2 separate regions of the Muntiacus reevesi genome follow, and region 1 is linked to region 2. The links are chromatin contacts, called in public Hi-C maps. All regions are on one chromosome and are shown on one strand. The core of a region is the stretch at or near the end of the contact, and the rest is flanking DNA. Distances in the headings are between cores, read along the strand shown. Region 1 holds the start of BTBD10 (BTB domain containing 10). Region 2 holds the start of BMAL1 (basic helix-loop-helix ARNT like 1).

Region 1 (4,464 bases), core at 1,303-3,802, 180 kb after region 2:
CCATTTCTTCACATCTCAGTGCCCCTTCCCCCTACCCCATCCTTCAGGAATCAATATTGCTTCCAATAAAAGTCAGAGGCTGGGAAGACAACAAGCAATGGTAGAAACAATAAACATTCAAGACCACACATGAGTCTCCAAGATTTTATGTATTAATCACAAGTACAATAAAAAGCTTCTTAATATATAAATTCAAGAAACCTACAAATCCGCTTTGCTCAGAACCCTGAGTTAGTAAACCAATATACTGAGAGTTTTTCCCTTCTCTTATTTCCACACAAGAAAATATCTTTTTAACTATTTAAAAATTTAAATTATTTAAAATATTACTAAGCATCAGTTCAATTTGCCCAACCACATTTAAAGGCTACTAAACTTAACTGCTTTCAATTAGAACTGACATTTTCCCCCCAAGTACTTCTAGTTTTGAAACTGCAAACTAATTGGCATACTTGCTTTAAAATCTTTTTTAGTTGTACAATTATTAATTTTTACTTATAACAGAGCTCCAAACCTAGAGAGCAGGATACAATAACTGACAGATTTGGTTTGGTTGAGCCACATGAAGTTATTTTTAACTGTTTCAAGTAGTTGTCAATATTTTTAAAAGTCAGGAGAATGGCAAGCAAAAATTTAGATTCCCTGTGTTCTCTTGAGAAGGTTGAAGACTGGGCCCATATTCATTATTGCACTAATTAAAATGAACCTGAGAACTAGATATTCCTCTTACATGAGGCATAAACTCTCTGGTGTATTTCACTCATTTTTATTTTCATATGCCTAGTATCTGAAGCATGTAAGTTTGCTGAAAGATGCATATTTTCCAGATCACTTCAACAAGTCACCTAATGTATCAAACCACAAAGCAGGATGTATCGGTTTGCAACTTCATAGTTAATAATAAAAAAGGTTTTTTACAAGATTTAGAAGAAAGGTTGAGAAAGAAAAAAATTCAGACTGGTGGAAAGGTAACATACAAAATGTAAAAAGCCCACCTGAAAGTTTTTCTAGGAGTAAAAAGAAAGGTGAAAATTCAAAAACATTGTCAAGACACTGAAAGCTTTCCTGATTGAACTTATGTTACTCCAGTTCCTTGTCACACTCCAAGCTTCAGAACCTCCCTTCCCACTTTTCTCTTTATGTATAACAATAGCAGTTACGCCATAAACTCTGGGAAATATTAGAGAAATTTATGAAAACACATATACATCTTCAAAAACAATTCTCTCACACACTTTTTTAATAGTCTTTATCCACTATCAAATCCTCTCCCAAGTTATTTTTATGGCTTTCTGCCTTGTATTTTAATGACTACAGTCCTCACTTTCAAAGCCTGGGCTTCAGTCCTGGATGGGTTCTCCAGTATAGAAACTTTTTTGGCCCTTACAGTTGCACTCTTTATTATATCTCTTATTCCAATTTCTACAGTCTATTTCATTCAAAATTTATCTATAATCCCCTCTCCAAAAAGTCTTGATCAAATTTGTTTAAGGGGGTGGGGATACCAGTTGGACAAAGAAAATCAATATACTGTTTTCTCTGATATTCATTTAAATAAAAAGCATGAAGGCTCTTAAAGAGTAAAAAATAAATAAACTGTATATGCTAAATGCATAAAGTGACAAGAGACTGATGCTCTAACCATGACTGTACTAGTGACTTCTCATCACGGACTCAAAGTACTAAGGAGAAAAATTAGCAGGAAATCTGTGCAGTCCAAAGATGGTCACACTGCCCCCACACTAACAAGTTACTACGTGATGTCCAACCTCCCTGCACCCCATTCAAGAGGATAAAGAGTGTCAAACTTGTATCTAAAAAAAGAAAAAAAAAAAGAAACTTGTATCTGAAGAAAAAAAAAAAAAGCAGCTTTTCTGTGCAAATTTTGGGAAAACAAAGCTTTACCGCACGTGATATCGTTACAACATAAAACCACGCAACACCTTATTAGGGTCTCACTCCTCTTCACCCAAAGCGAGTCACTGGGGCCAACTTAGCCCCTATTGTGATGCGCCCTCCTCAGGATGTCGCGGCGTTAACCCAGAATGACTGAAAAGGGGCGGGGCACAGGGTTCCCCTGCCCTGGGAAAGAGGGTTGAGGGTATTGCCTTCATCTCTGGGGAAAGGCCTCAGAACTTCCAACCCAAAAACAGCACCCCCGAAAAACCCACGTCCCTTCACTGCCTCTCCGAACTGGGAGCCAGCGGCCGGAGCCCAGAACCCCACCCACCGTCCTCCACCAGGATCTGGGACGCCCAGACCACCGCCACAGCAGTTGAGCTCTCAAGCCCAGATTCGCCCTCCGCCCCCTTCCTCCTTCGCCCCCACCAAGCCCAGGCTCCGGGGCCGCCCCCAGCGAGTTCCCCAACTGAGTCCAGTCACCCTCGAACCTGGAATCCCTTTTGAGTGTCCAGGCACAGGCCAGGGCCAGCGACACCTCGGCTTCCTCCCCAACTAGATTCCTCCAGAGAGGTGTCTGTGGCTGCGGCCGCCCGAGCGGCTGCGGCTACTAAAGCCGCCCCAGCAGGTTTACAGGCCGGCTCCAGGCTGCTTCTCGCGAGATCCCTCAGATCGAAGAGGCGAGATTAGCTGAGTCGTCGCGAGAATGGAGCCTCTCCGCCCAGTAGTTGGGCGGGGCGCAGAGGGTGCTGGCGGTTGAGGGAGTGGCAGCCTGGGGTGGGCGTTCAGCCTCGGGGCGGGTGCCACAAAATGGGAAGCGCTTGTGTCCACAGACGTCAGCTTGGAATCTACTGCGATCCTCGAGCCTGAGCGGCTGCGAGCTGTCACCTCCAAATCTTTGAATACCACATTTTCTCTTGATTTCTTGTTACCGTTAGAAAAAAGCGGACGTCCCAGAGTTAGAGGAATACCTTAAAGACGCTGAGTTTACTCAAGGAAAGCCTTTTCCTCAACTGGGTGAACTCTGAACTCGCTCTGCCGGCTCAGCTGGCGACTATTAGCCGGTCTGAGTTCAGGAAAAGCGGTTTTCGTCAGAGTCATCCTCTATTTCCTATCATCCGCAGCTGTTTGTTTTTAAACTGTGGGTAAGCGGGAACCCGTGTACCAGCTGGAACTTGTGCAGCTGGGCCTCTGTGGAACATCGATAGCAACGTGGATGGGATACTACTCCTAGCGGCAGAAGATTGCCAATCGTAGGGTTTCGGTCACTCATCTTTACTGTCTGTCACATGCTGGACTACACAAATGGAAAAAAAGAAAACAGGTCTCCGATCTCAAAGCTCAGGCCCTGGGAGCGAGACCCACCCTGAAACAGATAATCCTGTTGCACTGTGGTAAAGGCCAAGTTATAAGCTGTGACAGGAAGGAACCGACTTGGCCTGCCATGTTGAGGAAATCACCAGGGAATGACATTTGAGCTGAATCTTAAAGGATAGGTAAGAGTTCCCCAGTTTTGAGAATAGTGGGAGGAGCATTTGTTCCCCAGAGGAAGCGAAGAGGGAGAGGACCGGGTTTGAGTAATTTGCTATGAAAACAGATTTTGCAGAAAGAACTTTGTTGAAAATCTGTTAATCACTTTTAGTTGGGAAGATAAAACTCCGTAACTCCTACATGTGATAACCAAAATGTTTTTTCAAACGAGTGTTCATGGAGATGAGCAGTTGACTGTACAGTAGAGAATAGTGAACATCCTCGTCCACATCTCAGGCCACCTACATATGAGAGACCTAAGGGAAACAGGTTACTGTCATAGTTGTGTTAGTCTCCCAGTCATGTCCCACTCTTTGGGACCCCATGAATTGTGGCTTTCCAGGCTCCTCTGTCCATGGAATTCTCCAGGAAAGAATACTGGAGTGGGTAGCCATTCCCTACTCCAGGAGATCTTCCCAACCCAGGGATGGAACCCCAGTCTCCTGCATTGCAGGCAGATTCTTTACCATCTGAGCCACCAGGGAAACAGGTTATTGTCATAGTACACCAAATTATCATTGCCACATTTTGCTAATGTGGAAGTCTTTGAAGATTTCTTAGAAAGAAAATCTAATAGTTTTGTAATACAGGTATATCTCATGGAGAAACTTCAAGAAAACCCTCAGGCAACAAAACAACCACAAACACCCCCATTGACCTTTATGTATTATAATGGCTTTCTTCTGTAAGACAAAATCAAGAAATTCTACAATCCAAGTTAAGCTTCGGGAGATCTGTCAAACAGGAATTATTTCCCTGTATCAAAATAAAAGCTATCATTGCCTAAAGGGGGCTTCCTTGGTGGCTCAGATGATAATCAATCTGCCTGCAGTGTAGGAGACCTGGGTTAGATCCTTGGGTGGGATCCCTGGGTCAGGAAGATACCCTGGAGAACAAAATGGCTGCCCACTCCAATATTCTTGCCTGGAGAATTTCATGGACAGAGGAGCCCGATAGGCTTACAGTTCATGGGGTCACAAAGAGTTGGACATGACTGAACAGTTTTCACTTTTTATTTCCTAAAGAGAGACTCTG
Region 2 (4,124 bases), core at 389-2,888:
AGTAGATGTGTCACAAATGTCTACACCCCCACTCTTCCTTCAGGTGGACAAGGGTTCATTAATCAGCATCTTTAGGTAATGGTTACTTAACAAGTTTCTTATCCAACTAATTACATTAGAATCTAGATTTATAGTTCCTCATCATGTCCACAACATCTTGTTAAGTATATTGCTAAAATCCCACTTACATAGTGTGGTCACCTCATGAAATCAGGGCAGAGAGAAAGTAAACAGCAATCAAATTCCACCTGCAGTTAAACTTCAGAAAAGTAGTAAGGCACTGATGAAGTTGGTTAACCTTGCAAATGGTCACCATTCAGACCATAAGCATATACTGGACAACCACCATATGCCTGGCAGTGAACTGAGGACAGGCTACGGTTTTACAATATTTAAAATGCAGTTTCTGTGTTCGATGAACAAGGCAAGAAATCTAGTGTCTTAGAGAGTAGTCTGGGTCACAAGATTGAGCTAATTTGTTGCCATATGCAGTCAACAAACATGCTAGGAATCAGGCACTTCCCCCATCCCTCCATCTCACTCACAGCTAGGTGCTAAAGGTGAGAGGGTGACTATAACAAAAAAGAAGATGAGGTCCCTTCATTTAGGGAGTTTAACATCTAAAAGGGTAGGGAACTCTTTGTGTTAAAGGCCCTCTGTTAAGGGCTTGAGATGCAAAAATAAGATTCTTTGTCCTCTCAGTACTCAAGTTGTATCTTGTTACGAAACGTTTGTTTTCTACAACTATTTGTTTCCTTCCGTCTCAGTCCTTGGACAGCTTTTCTACGGTAGAAACAGCCACTGGGAAGTTGTCTGCCACACAGTAGTGCGGCCACTGAAAGGAAAAGCACTGGAATCGCTCCAGGCTAGAGTTTTCTCTTTTGAACAAAAAAGACAGCTCCAATCGGATGCTTGGAGGTCAGGACGAACGAAAAGAACGTAAGAACACTTGAATGGGAAAACCTTCTAGAAATACCAAGTATTTCTTCTTCGTTTGGACTTTGGCAAACCAGGATGTTTTGGGAAGGGTCTGGCACTCTATGTTCCTAAAACTGGTTTCCTAGATGGAGTTGGAGGTAGGGGAACGAGGAAATGTTGCTTTAGTCAGGATGCCCCGAGTGAAAAAGGGCAAGGAGGAGGAGTGAGAGCCGTGACCCAGAAGCAAGTCAGGAACCTAGAGAAGGACATCCCAGGCGACTGCAAAGAGTGCGGCGTCTGGACCCGCAGTGGCCAAGGCTAACGGGAGAGCAGGGGATAGAGAGAGGACGGGCGAGGAAATCCAGGGAAAACGCGTCCATTGGTCCTCTCCTTGGGGCGTGTGCTTCTGTGCGCCAAGCGATTGGTGGCGGGAAAGTAGCAGGTAAACCGGCCCTCGCTGCCTCGCCATTGGTCAGCGGCCTCTCTTGCTGCCACACGACTGGCTATCAGGCCGCCGAGCCGCGCGCGGATTGGCCGGGGGCAGCCGCCGAGACCGTCTCTCTTCGGGCGCTAGGATTGGTTGGAGGGAAGAGGCAGGTATCCGGGCTCCGCGACTCCTCCATTGGTGGGCGGGGAAGGGGGGTTGGGCACAGCGATTGGTGGGCGGGGGGCCGGGCCTGGGCCGGCGGGGAGCGGATTGGTCGGAAAGTAGGTTAGTGGTGCGACATTTAGGGAAGGCAGAAAGTAGGTCAGGGACTGAGGTGCCTGTTTACCCGCGCCGGACTCACCGCCGCCGCCGCCGCGGGATCCGAGTGGGGGCGCGGGCGCGGGCGCTCCCGGCGAGCCACGGTGAGTGTCGGGCTGGCCGCAGCCAGCGGTGCGGCCGCGGGCACCCCGTCGGGGCCGTTAGCACCCTGGTAGGCTCAAAGCCCCCGCCGCCGCCCGGGGCGCAGCCCGGCCGCCGGGGAGCCCTGCCCGACGTGCCCGCTGCCGGCCTTAAAGGGCCCGTGCCCGCTCCCTGCCCCCACCCGGGCCGCGGGGAGGCTGCGCCCCTTAAAGGCGCCGCGCTTGTCCGCCCCCATCCTCCCTCGCGGGGGCTGGCGCTGCGGACTAGAACGGGCAGAGGTGCCGAAGGCACCCTTAAAGGGACCGGGAAAGGGTCCGCGGAAATACCCGTCTCCCCTCCGCGGGCATCGCTACCTGAAGCGGGGGGTGGGGTGGGGGTGGTGGTGGTGGTGGTGGCAGGAGCAGCCAGCTGCCTCTTAAAGGGACAGCTCCACCCTTTGGGATCAGTGACCCGGCTGAGGGCTAGTCCTAGGATGTATCCCCGGAAGGTTCAGGGACCCCCGAGGGGACCATCCTTGACGGCTGCGCTCCAAGGGCGTTGGGCTAGAGATGCGGCTTCTGCCCTTCCTCCTTCTCCCTTCTACTTTCCTTTCGGGAGCCTGCAGGGGTGGGTGGGGGCGGGGAGGGCGTCTACGTCGGGCTTGGGGAGTCCGAGCCACCCTCTACCCCTTTGGCCCTTTCACGGGTGCTGGGGCTGCACCTGGGTATTCCCGGCCCGGGGATGCGGCCGACCCCAGTATGCGAACTTCGGTCCGGCCTGCGCCGTCTGGGTCCTGGGCAGCCCGAGGAAGATCCCCTGGGTCTGCGAGCAGGTGCTCCACGACAGGGGGAATGTCACCCGGCGCCCAGGTGTGGGTCCGCCGGCCGCCCTGGAGTCCTGGAGACCCGCGGACGGCGCAGCGAGGCAGGCTTTAGCACCGGATTTGACAGATGTCACAGAAAAAGCTTCCCGCTCGCGACTGTCGGGCGTTGACAGCCTAGAGAGCTCTCGTTTGCTCGGAGGAATAAGTGGAAGAATAGAAATTAATGCAGACCTGGTGGGGCTCGAGTCAGTCACCCCGAGGGGTCGTGGGAGCCGGCTGCAGAGCCGAGGGCAGACGCGGGGAAAGGAAAGGTTGTACTGGCCAGAGGCGTCTGTTGTCAAGTTGGTGCTGGCCGGTGGAGTACCAGGCTGTGCCCCCTCAACTCACGTTTCTCAGTCCCCTGTTCCCTCCTCTGCTTTGGCCCCTTCCGATCACCTAGCCTTGTTTTGTTTCTTTTCGCGGTAGTGGTCTCTTCTCCCTGCTTGCATAGCTACTCCTCGGCAAGGAATTATTAGCCAAGTTTTATCACTTAGCTTCCAGAAACAAGATTCAAAGAAGCGTTTCTTGACTGTACGTGTATTTCCAGGATCTTCGTTTAAAAAAAAAAAAATCCATAAAAGCTGCCCATTAGTTGCATCTAGTTTCCCACAACAATTGCTTGTCATTTGTCCTTCTGACATCCGCTGCTGTTCCCTCTTTTAATCTATTTTTATGTGACAACTATTATTTTAATTCTTCTTATCCATTGATATCAGGATCTGTCAATTTGGGTTGGTAGAGTTTTTAATTAATGTGCTGGTTGAATCATGAGCTTAAAATAATCTTTGCTGCTCCAGAGCAGTTTTGAATAATCTCATGCTCTCCGTGCTTGCAAGGCTTAAAAAAAGAAGAAAAAAAAAAATCACTGCTGTTAAATTCGATTTCCATATCAATGAAACTCCAAAATGTTTTCTTAATGCAAAGTTCAGTCTTTCACTCCATGATCTATTACTGAGTTCACTTTATTGCTAAGTCTTTAAAGCACTTTGTTGAACGTATTTGGAAGGCTTTAAAATTTCCCGGGCAGGATTTGAAATTGCCTGTATATCTAAAGCTGAATCTGTAGACGTATTTTTTTGTTTTGATTGTAGATGTAGCTGGTGAATAATATAAATAGGTTAAAACTATAGTTAAATGTATACCTTGTTCTAACCCCTAAGGTTTAGAAAGAGGTAGAGAGAAAAGAGCAGAGGTGGTGGAAGAGTGCTAGCCTGAGAGTTAGAATCTCCTGGTTCCAGCCCGACTTGGGTTTTTATGGCTGTGCCACTTGGGACAAGTCACAGAACCCTTCTGGGTTCTACTTGCCTCAGATGGAAAGTAAGGCAGGAGAACGAGGTGATCTCAACAGTTCCTTCTGCTCTAGAGTTCTGTGTTTCTCTAAATATTTAATACGACTGAATTCGGGTTGGTATTTACCTGCTGGAACCTCCAGAATATCTGAGCTGACGTCCTATTTTTCATAGGAAACTTAAACAGATCAACAGATGGTGTTTTAAAGAATCCATTTCAAATGATTTA

What was found. Hi-C and Micro-C count contacts between places; a contact is called where the count stands out from the background.
Region 1: a Hi-C map of muscle shows a contact between it and region 2, with 4 times the contacts expected there. The contact joins the promoter of BTBD10 here to the promoter of BMAL1 in region 2. A contact is called at or near these places in 2 of 3 Hi-C or Micro-C datasets (blood and muscle).

What each region holds. Positions count from the first base shown.
Region 1 is chr9:53,045,380-53,049,843 of mMunRee1.1, forward strand. BTBD10 (BTB domain containing 10) reads right to left here and starts at 2,553. Exons shown (of 8, transcript XM_065943843.1): 1 at 2,391-2,553.
Region 2 is chr9:52,867,726-52,871,849 of mMunRee1.1, forward strand. BMAL1 (basic helix-loop-helix ARNT like 1) reads left to right here and starts at 1,639. Exons shown (of 20, transcript XM_065943839.1): 1 at 1,639-1,767.